2 separate regions of the Gossypium hirsutum genome follow, and region 2 is linked to region 1. Evidence: chromatin contacts called from public Hi-C data. All regions are on one chromosome and are shown on one strand. Each heading gives the region's core, a stretch centred on a gene start, on an enhancer-like site or on the middle of the called end of the contact. The rest is flanking DNA. Distances are from core to core; before and after follow the strand shown.

Region 1 (5,592 bases), core at 1,465-3,964:
CTAGTACACTTTTTCATGTAAGCTCTTATGTTTTTTATTTTTTTTTAAAAAAAGAAACTAAATAAGCTCCTATACTTTTTTTTTTATTCATGAAAGTGTTGAATTTAACTAAAAGTAAAAAAGGAAAAAAGGAATTTCAAGCTAAATTGCTAATCTGGCAGAATGAAATAATAAAATTTTGTTGATTTGGTCAAAATCATTAAAAAAAAAATTGCTTCCTTTTTGTTTCAGTTTGAGGCTTCACAATTTTATTGATTATAGAAGATTCAATCTAAATATCTATCTATGTGATTAAAACTAGTTTAACCTATTAAAATTAAAAAAAAAAATACCAAGATTCAATATTGACAGCTGAATATCTCATGAACAGTAGTTGTAACTTGGTATTTGGGTTTCTCCAAAAAGAGTTTTACTTTTAGTAAGGGCTTACATGAATAAATATCAAAGTATAGGACTTATTTAGTTATACAAAAACATAAGGGCTTATTTAAACAAAGTGTACTAGTTTAAGGCCTTCTTTAGTACATTAGCCTTTTAGCTCTATAATAGAAAAAACAAAAATCGAATATTGATAACTTAATATCTCTAGAATATTGATTGTAACTTGGTATTGAGTTTCTCCGAAAGTATTTTTAGTTAAAACTAAGGGTTTACATGAATAAAAATAAAAGTTTAGGAGTTATTTAGTTACCAAAAAAAACATAAGAGCCTATTTGAACCAAGTGTACTAGTTTAAGTCTTTTTTAGTATATTAGCTTTTTAGGGTTATATTGTATAGGAATGGATGCTATAGTTGCAGCATCCTCATTTCCTTTGCTTGTCTTGCTGCTCTTATTCTCCTATCTGATTAAGCTAATTAAAATTTTGTTTTACTTGTTTCCAATTCTCAGAAAGGAGGCAGGCTGAATCTGGTCGCATCAGGGAGAAGTATCCAGACAGAGTTCCTGTAAGGATATTTAAGCTGCTATCTTCCCTTTCTGCTGAATAATTTTCGTCCTGCATCACTCTTTTAATATTCTTCTATACTTGCAACCATGCAGGTTATCGTGGAGAAGGCTGAAAGGAGTGACATTCCTGACATTGATAAAAAGAAGTTAGTCACGTTTGACCATATTAAAGTTTAAAATTTCATTTGCTGTCACACTTTTTAGTTGTTTTTATTTTCCTGAGACTGTTATCTAATCTTTGCTATGCATCTAAAGGGTTAAACCACATGGAGGGTCCTTATAGGCTTAGGAGCAAACTAGTCATGCTATAGAAGTGAGCAATCTAGTCTTTGTACATTTAAGAAAATGGGTCGTAAATGCCGGTAGAGTAACATTAAAAAATGCCAACTTGTATTTAAAGTGACGTGAAAGAAAATGAGCAGTTTATTCTGTTTGTCATGCTTTAAAAATGTTTAATTTTGATTTTTCTTTTCGCATTACTTTAAAACACAAGTTGGCAGTTTTTAACTCATTTGAAATTGTCTTTTTTGCTTGAAAGTTAAATGTACAAAGACTAAAGACTAATTCGGTCACCTTTATAGCAGAGACCCTGTCTATAATAGTACAAGGACCTTCTAGTAGTTTTAACTACTTGTAAAGTCTCCTGCTAAGTTGTGCAGGAAGGAAATCGATTCTAACGAAACATCGGTACAGCAATGCTTAACTATTCTTATTCAATCTGTTATTTGCCAAACTTGGTTTCTAGTGAATTGATGTTTTATGTCGTTTATTTGCCCAAGTTAATTTTGGGGGGGGGGGGGTTGGAGAACTGAACAAGATATACGACTTGTTTACCGGTGACTGTATCTGGTTTCTTAATACATATTCTTGTTTGATTATGGATTCAGGTATCTTGTTCCATCTGATTTGACTGTGGTGCAATTCGTTTATGTTGTACGCAAAAGGATTAAGCTTAGTGCGGAGAAAGCTATATTTGTTTTTGTGAAGAACACTCTCCCTCCTACTGGTTAGTGATAATATATACTTTCAAGTGTCATAACATATTACAATTTTGTTGAGAGTGAGGTTGAATTTGGTTCTTTTATTTGGTTGCAGCTGCTTTGATGTCAGCAATTTATGAAGAAAACAAGGATGAAGATGGCTTTCTGTATATGACTTACAGTGGAGAGAACACATTTGGTTCCCCATAACTTCTTTAGCACTACGTTATTATATCTATGTAAATGGCTAAAAGGGAAAGGCGTAAATTCTCAATGGTTCCACTTAGGCTATGGTTTCTGTTCTTGACGATGAACTTGGAATTTTATTTTCTTAATGGAAGAAATTAACTTTATCAATGATTATTAAATTGTATTTTTATATTTTAGTTTAATGTTTTTGAGTACTTGGAATTATTTATATATAAGTTCAGAAATACACATAAAACTACATTATACGAATAATGTTGCACAGAATGTTTTATGTTTTCCTACAACATTTACAGAAGAATCAAATGACATGAGAAAATTAGCCATTGAAATCGATAAAAAATTAGCAATAACAGAGAGGGCTTATGCAGAATGATAACCCCAGCACCAGTATACATTTGAAGCAGGAAATTATTATCCAATCATGGTATCTACTTGTAACTTTAGCGTCAAAAACCATGGATAAAGCTTCTCCAACTAAGTCCACAGTTTGCACGCAGAGAAGACAAAACCAAACAAGTTGGCTTTGTCTTCTTATGGCAGATGATTAGTATATTAGAGCGTATGGTCAAAGGTCACGGAACCAGAACTATTTGCCTGGTAACCTAAGGGAACTTCCTATTTCCTACATGTCTCTGCATGACAATTTTGAAGCCACCATCGACTTTGATTAGCTTATTCCAGATCAATCCAAATCCACGGGACCACAGCCATGTAGTGACTTTCTTAGAAATTTTATGATCAGTTAAGTCTATATCAACCCTAAATCATGAAGTTTGCAAGCAACCGTTGATCATTTTAATTTACTCTGAAAATCATACATAAAGCTTTGAATATCTGCAGGCAAACATGGCAATGGATCTTTCATGGCAGTTTTTGTTCTTTTCTTTAGTTACAGCATTCCATGTTACTGTTACCGTTGCTCAAGAACAGCCTCTACGCCATTTTTGTATAAACAGCACTGGTAACTTCACCAGCAACAGCGCTTACGAGACAAACCTCAATCAACTGCTTTCATCTTTCTCCCTCAACACACCAAATGACAGGGGCTTCTACAATTTTTCATCTGGCCAAGGCTCCACCATAGCTAACGCAGTTGCATTTTGCAGAGGGGATTTGAACTCAAGTGATTGCTTTAACTGCATCAATGACGCATACCGAGAGCTCAGAAATCGCTGCCCTTACCGAATAGAGGCGATTATATGGTATGACTATTGCACGTTCCGCTACACAAATCGCTCCATTTTTGGTGTCAGGGACGTCGACCCTTATTTCTTCATGTGGAATTCAAATAACGTGTCGAATGTAGATGCTTTTAATCAGGCCTTGGGTTCCTTAATGGACAAGCTAAGAGATGCCGTTCAAGTGGGGACTTCCCTTGGAAAGTTTGCGACAGGAAGCATACAAGTCACACCTTTTCAAACAATATATGCGCGTGTTCAATGTAGTAATGATTTGACACAGTATGGTTGCCGATCTTGCTTGTCGCAGGCCATTGTTTATATACCACGTTGCTGCGACAGCAAACAAGGAGGCAGGGTATCTCTGCCTTCTTGTAACTTTAGGTTTGAGATTGTACGCTTCTACAATAGAACTCCTGCTGATATAGACACTAACGATACCACAACAACAGGATATAAGAGTAATTCATCTCGAACTACTATTATCATATCCATCTTGGCTGTTGCTTTTGCTGCACTACTCATATCCAATGTCATCTGCATCATTTTACGGTTTAGGAAGCGAAAGCTGAAACCTCAAAGTAAGTAAAAAGAATCAGTTTATTGTTTTTCATTCTTTTGCAACGTTGTGACTGAATCTACAATTTAATTGTTTTTTTTTCTTTGCTACAATTCTAAAGAGCATGAAGCAACTGAAGAAGGGGATGAAATCGCAACTGCAGACTCCTTACAATATGATTTCAACACCATTAGAGCTGCTACAAATCGCTTTTCTGATGCAGATAAGCTCGGACAAGGTGGATTTGGAGCAGTTTATAAGGTAAGACGTCAAAATACAAAGAAGTGTATTGCACCAAATCTTAAGTTCAATTAGCATATTCATATCTATAATTCATTATGATATCGTGTCAGGGCATACTTGCTGGTGGAAAATTAATAGCAGTGAAAAGGCTGTCTACGGATTCTGGACAAGGAGACCTTGAGTTCAAAAACGAGGTTCAGTTAATGGCCAACCTTCAGCATAGGAACTTGGTTAGGCTCCAAGGTTTTTGCCTTGAAGGAAATGAAAGACTTCTCATCTATGAGTTTGTGCATAATGGAAGTTTGGACAAATTCTTATTTGGTATGATATATCCGTGTATTACTGCATTAGAGATTCGATGTTACAGAGAATTAATTCGGATTTGCACAATTATGGTGATGTAGATCCAGCTAAGCGACCGTATTTGAATTGGGAAATACGATACAAAATCATAAAAGGTGTTGCTCGTGGGCTTCTCTACCTTCATCAAGATTCTCAACTCAGAATTATTCATCGTGATCTCAAAGCTAGCAATATATTGTTGGACGCAGAGATGACTCCTAAAATTGCAGATTTTGGCATGGCAAGATTGTGTCCTGTTGATCAAACACAAGGTGCTACTAGTAGAATTGTCGGGACATAGTAAGTATTACAAAATAATCTTGGCTTTGATTAACATAAATCAAACAATTCAAAATTTGATAAGTCATTGGTTTTTCTTATATTGATTGATCTGTAGCGGATACATGGCACCTGAATATATAATGCATGGTCAATTTTCAGTTAAATCAGATGTTTTTAGTTTTGGTGTACTGGTTTTGGAGATTTTAAATGGTCAAAGGAACAATGCTTTTCAAAATGGGAGCTACATGGAAAATCTTCTAAGCTTTGTAAGTATCCAAATCTTTTGATTCTGAATATTAAGATGCATTAAATGAATGTAGAGTTCATCAATTTGCATGAATTAAACCCTTCAGGCTTGGAGAAATTGGAAGGCCGGGACAGCAATGGACCTTGTAGACCCCAGTTTGAGGGATGGATCAACAAGTGAGGTGATGAGATGCATCCACATAGGGCTGCTTTGTGTTCAAGAAAATGTAGCTCAGAGACCAAACATGGGTTCAGTTGCTCTAATGCTTACTAACTACTCCACCACTCTCCCACTACCCTCAGAACCTGCATTTCTTATGCACAGCAGAACTCAATCGGTGATGCAACAGTCAGAGGACTTAGATTCCGGGGCAACAGCATCAAGTGGATCCAAAAATGATATTGGAGTAGTATCAGAAAATGAGCTTTCCATTAGCGAGACGTATCCAAGATAGCAGTCTCTAGTTGCATTTGTATGCATTTTTATGTCAAAATTCAGCCTCATTATCATTTTTTATTTCTCATTCATACAAAAGGGTATAAAAGCTGAAGCTTCACAACTATCTCTTTCCACCACTCCCATATCAATAAAATGCTCTCTTTGG
Region 2 (5,405 bases), core at 1,359-3,858, 150 kb before region 1:
TCTTACATGGCCAACATACAATTTCGAAGTTTTCTATTGTTCTTAACAGGTATATATCAATTTGAGTTTTTTTTTAATATATTAAATGATAAAATAAAATAAAATGAACATCATAAAAAATTAAATTATCAATTTGAGTTCTAAATATTATTGTGAATTGGCTTTTAAATTTTATTAGGTTTGAGCTTTTAAGAGCATTAAGGTATTTGGATTTGGGTTTGTAAATGGGTCATGTTATGACCATGGACTATGACCTTAATTGGTTTATTCGGTTTAAAAAGTCAAAACCAAAAACAGACCAAATAAACTAATTAAACTGAACATGAAAACCGATTAAACCGAAACCTGAAAAAAAGAAAAGAGATTATTTTGGTTCGGTTTTTCGGTTTAAATTTTTTTTGCACACCCCTAATTGAAACACAATTTGCTCCAAATAAAAGACTAAAGACCAAATTGAATAAAAGTGTAAAAATTGAGAACTAAAATTGTTATTATACCTTGTATATAAAGGGCCAAGATAAAGCTTCAACTATAGACACTTTTTTTGAAATAGTAGTTCAATCTCTCATCAAGGTAGAGCCTATTTTGCTCCTTTCTGTAAGGTACATGAACCAATTTGCTTTGCAAGAAAAGAGACTAAAATGCAATCCAATATACAGTACAAGGACATGTATGGTAGTTTCACCTTTAAAAAGAGTTGGTTTTGATTAAATCCCCTAACTTTCAAAAGGAAAACGAAAACAATAAAATAGACATTCAACAAAAGCAAAATGCAAGATAGAGAAATCAACCTAATTGATTACCTGAAAATCACCTAATGGGATAAACATGATTCACATATTACGTCGATATAAGATTGTCTTCTCAAGTCTGGCACCCTAATGAGCAGGGCCCAAACTCTGATATTGTCATCCCCTCCCCATATCGTAAATTGTACCAGAAAAAAGAGATTGCTGCCTATAAAGTAACTTTCGAGTACTAGCTCAATAAGTTTCATAGCCTAAACCATCCAATCAAGAATATATCTCAATCAATCTTACTTGTCAAAGTCAAGTTTCATCAATTAATCCAGCATTAGAGCAAAATCAGCAGCACTTCCATCATAAACATCAACTTCATAACAGATTTCATTCAAAAATGGAGATAGCTGTTTACAGTAATGATCCCAGGACATCTAAAATAACTCATAAAACAAGTCTCCATAAGAAGGAAAAAAAGTTATTGTTGGACATAGTTCCACTGCCAAAATAATCCTAGTAAAATATAATATGCCCTTCAATAATTAAGCTAACAAAATGAAAACAATTCATCCTGCATGAGTAAAAAGGCCCTACTTATTTCATTTCCATGCAAAAATGACCTGATTAATTTTAATAACAGACTCTAAGATAGGACACCCTGCTTACCTTCTCTATTGGGGCAAATCCTTTTCAATTTCATCCCATGCATCTGCATTTTTGGAGAACTTCTCCTTAACATTCTTTATAAGTTCCTTTGCTTCCTCAACTTTAGATATGCTAGCAAGTCCTTTCACAAGAGCTTTCATAGTCGAAAAATTCGGAACCCAATTTTTCTCCATACTTTCTTTACAAAACCTCAAAGCGGTCTCAAAGTCCCCACTTTGACACAAGAAATACACCAATGTAAAATAACAATGACTATCAGGCTTCAAACCTTTATTCACCATACTCTTAAACAACCTCTTAGCTTCCTCCAAATTCCCTTCCCTACAAAACCCATAAATCAAATGGTGATATGTAACTGAATTCGGTATTATCCCTTTCGATAGCATCCCATCGAGTAAAGCCTTTGCCTCATTAGATTTCTTCAACATACACAAGCTCCGAATCCTTATATTGTAAGTACTAACCCCAACAGAAACCCCATGTTCCTTCATCAAATTTAACACTTTCCCAACATCTTCATATTTCTCCTCTGCATAAAAACCAGCTAACAAAGTCCCAAAAGTAGTAGCATTTGGTTTAACCCCTTTGCTTTTCATATCAACCAAAATAGAATACACAGAGGACGATGACCCAGACTCACACAAAGCTTTAATTGCAGTATTGTAAGTCTCTAAATCGGGTTCAATGCCATATCTTTTAGGGAATTCCACGAAAATCCTCTTCGCTTCTTTATAATCCTTCGCCAAAATAGCCGCCACGAGCAAAGCATTTAGGGATTTCGTCGAACGGCAATACCCCTTGTTGTAAAATTCGTCAAACGTCGTCAAGGCATGGTTTAGCATCTTGGCTTGACCGTAGAGGATTAAAGAATGGGAAACGAAACGCTCGTGTTGAAAGTCGGGACGTGACCTGAGTTCACGGAGGAAAGTATCGATGGATTGGAAATGGTTACCTTCGGAGAGTTTGGAGATTGCAACGGAGAACGCGATCCGGTCGAGGTGGAAAGTCGGGGAGAGTGAGGCGGCGCGGCAGATATCGAGGATGCGGTCGGGGTTTTGCTCTGATTTTAGGAGGGAGAGGGCGGCGCGTGATTTTTGGTGAGCGCTGAGAGGAGTGGATGAGTCTGGAGAGAGGATAGAGAAGCGGCGAAGGTGGAAAGATGCGGCGGTTGCCGATGTACGGATGCGGGAGAACAACGCCATTGTTTTTGAGGTAATTTAGGGTTTAGGGGTTTTGCTTTAGCCGTAGATCAGTGTCATTTGGAACGGTACACTGAGAAAAGGAGGATCCGGAATGGACCCGACAATGGAATTAATATACTTAGTTTGATTTTAATATTTGCTTAAATTTATTACATAAAATGATAGTAACGTCATCATTAAAAAATTAAAAATCTAAAGAAACTTATAAAAATTTATTAGAATTATTTTTTGTAAAAATGATTTATTACCCAATATTAGAGTATTCAGGTAGTTATGATAGTTAGTAGTTAAGGATGGTAGTTATGGTTGTTAATAATTGTATTATAAATAATGGGGTTTACGTTACTGTAAAGGTATGAAGAAATAACAGTTCTTTCAGTAAAAGTGTACTGTTGTTATTTTTGTTCAGCAGTTTCTTAATATGGTATCAGAGTCATAATATTTTTTTTTGACGATGGATACAGATGATGTTTCCGGTAACGATGGTGGTCATCCTTCTGATCACATGACAATACCTGCAGCTGCTTCGTCTCCTGATCCTGGTTATGCTTCTTCGCGCAAAATTCATCAATTTTCTAAACATGATACGGTGGAACTCAATGCTCATAATTTTCTGTTATGGAAACAGCAAATCTTGCTTATTCTTGAAGGTTATGGCTTGCATGAATTTGTTCTTGGAACGATTCAAGTTCCTTCACAAACTGTTCTTGATAATAATGGTGTTCCTGTTGCTACCCCTGTGTTTGTTTTTCACAAGCAACAAGACAAGTTGTTCACGTCTTGGCTCTTGTCTACTATTTCTGACAATATTCTGGTTCGTCTCACTGGTGCGAGCACAAGTTTTGAGGTTTGGAGTGCTGTCCTCAAGAGGTTTGCTTCTAAATCTTCTTTGACAGTTTTGACATTACGGCATTCTTTATACTCTCAGAAAAAGGGACAGTTAACCATTCAAGAATATCTTGCGAAGGTTCAAAGTCAGTGTGATTCTCTTCTTACTGCTGGTTATGCTATATCTGAGCAAGAACAGGTTACTGTCATTCTTGCTGGTTTGCCAGTAGAATATGAATCCATACGTATCGTTGCATCAGAAATGAATTTTTCCATAGATCGTCTCACTGAAATGTTGACTGATTATGAGACTAGACAGCAAGATCTTGTTTCGAATATGTCTTTGCAGGCTAATGTCGCTCAACATACTGAATCTGGTGGTAATCGTGTTAAGCGCTTTGAGAACAATTCTCGGTCATCATCTAGAGGGGGTAGTTCTAGAGAGTTTCGAGGCCGAGGTCGAGGAAGGAGATTCACACATGCTAAGCCTCAGTGTCAACTTTGTGGCCGGATTGGACATACTGTCTACAAGTGCTACTATCGATTTGATGAGTCCTTTGAGGGCGTGTCTCAGCAGTCCATGCAAGCACATTGTCATCAACTCCAGGAATCTTCTGATTTGTCCAGTACAAATTGTCATTGTTGTAATCATAAAGGTGCTACAGTAACTCCAAGTGGCCTGCAAGCTAATATGGTTTCTACGATTGGGAAGTCGGTTTCCAACAACAATGTCTGGTTTCCTGATTCAGGGGCCACAAATCATATAACTAATGATCTGGATGGTCTATGTGAAGTAGCTTCATATACAGGTAAATAAAAGTTGTTTATGGGAAATGGTCTGTCTGTACCAGTGGCTAATACTGGTTCCTCATCTTTTATTCGGTCCAACAGAGTGTTTCACTTGAAGAATGTTCTTCATGTCCCTCAAATATGCAAGAATCTAATGTCTGTTGCTCAATTTGCTACTGACAACTCTGTGTATTTTGAATTTCATCCTTTTCATTGTTTTGTGAAGGACATCAAGACAGGGGTCATATTACTGGTGGGGCGCATACATAATGGGTTGTATCAGTTCAACCTTTCAGATACTCAGCATCCTGGCGCATCAAAGAATGTCGGTATTCTTGGTACCACAGCTGCAGCATATACAGCACAGTCGGGAATTTCTTCTTCTGGTGATGAAATGTTTGAGCTATGGCATAGGCGCCTTGGACATCCTTGTCATAGGACAGTTACTAAAGTTCTTCAAAATTGTAATATTGATTCAAAGAAATGTAAACTGAGCTCCGTTTGCTCTGCTTGTCAACTTGGAAAGTTACATAAATTTCCTTTTTCTCCCTCAAACACTGTGTATTCAGCTCCCTTTCAACTTGTTGTTTCAGATCTCTGGGGACCTGCCCCTGTAGCTTCTAACGGTAGTCTCTATTACATCTCATTTGTTGATGCTTACTCTCGGTATACTTGGTTGTATTTGATCAGGAATAAGTCTGAAGCTTTGGCCAAGTTTCTTCAGTTTTAAAAACTTGTTGAGGTGCAATTTGGAGGCAAGATACGAGCTCTTCAAACTGACTGGGGAGGAAAGTATCGTCTGTTTCAAAAAATGCTGTGTCAACTTGGGATTCAACACAGGCTTTCTTGTCCGCATACTTCAGAACAGAATGGGTTAGTGGAGAGGAAGCATCGTCATGTTGTTGACACTGGTTTAACGTTACTTGCTCAGGCGAATATGCCCATGGTTTTTTGGTCTCATGCATTTGTTAGTGCAGTATACCTTATAAATAGACTTCCAACGCCTGTTCTCAAGGGAAGGTCACCTCATGAAGTTTTGCATCAAACTATTCCCAGTTACCAGCATCTAAAGGTGTTTGGATGTCGATGCTATCCTTATCTCAGGCCGTTTCATGCTCACAAGCTGCAGTTTCGCTCCCAGCCATGTGTATTTCTTGGCTACAGTATGGCTCATAAAGGC

What was found. Hi-C and Micro-C count contacts between places; a contact is called where the count stands out from the background.
Region 2: a Hi-C map of leaf shows a contact between it and region 1, with 3 times the contacts expected there. The contact joins the promoter of LOC121203599 here to the promoter of LOC107891817 in region 1. A contact is called at or near these places in 14 of 34 Hi-C or Micro-C datasets (anther, callus, hypocotyl and 2 more).

The regions. Positions count from the first base shown.
Region 1 is chrD09:33,236,424-33,242,015 of Gossypium_hirsutum_v2.1, reverse strand. It overlaps LOC107891817 (putative receptor-like protein kinase At4g00960), which reads left to right and starts at 2,714. Exons shown (of 7, transcript XM_016816738.2): 1 at 2,714-2,878; 2 at 2,978-3,896; 3 at 3,996-4,135; 4 at 4,228-4,438; 5 at 4,522-4,759; 6 at 4,857-5,007; 7 at 5,095-5,592. The coding sequence starts at 2,984. The coding sequence ends at 5,442. LOC107891818 (autophagy-related protein 8C) reads left to right here. Exons shown (of 6, transcript XM_016816739.2): 3 at 891-946; 4 at 1,041-1,093; 5 at 1,835-1,953; 6 at 2,043-2,284. The coding sequence ends at 2,137.
Region 2 is chrD09:33,382,895-33,388,299 of Gossypium_hirsutum_v2.1, reverse strand. It overlaps LOC121203599 (pentatricopeptide repeat-containing protein At1g61870, mitochondrial), which reads right to left and starts at 2,608. Exons shown (of 1, transcript XM_041100364.1): 1 at 1,104-2,608. The coding sequence starts at 2,608. The coding sequence ends at 1,412.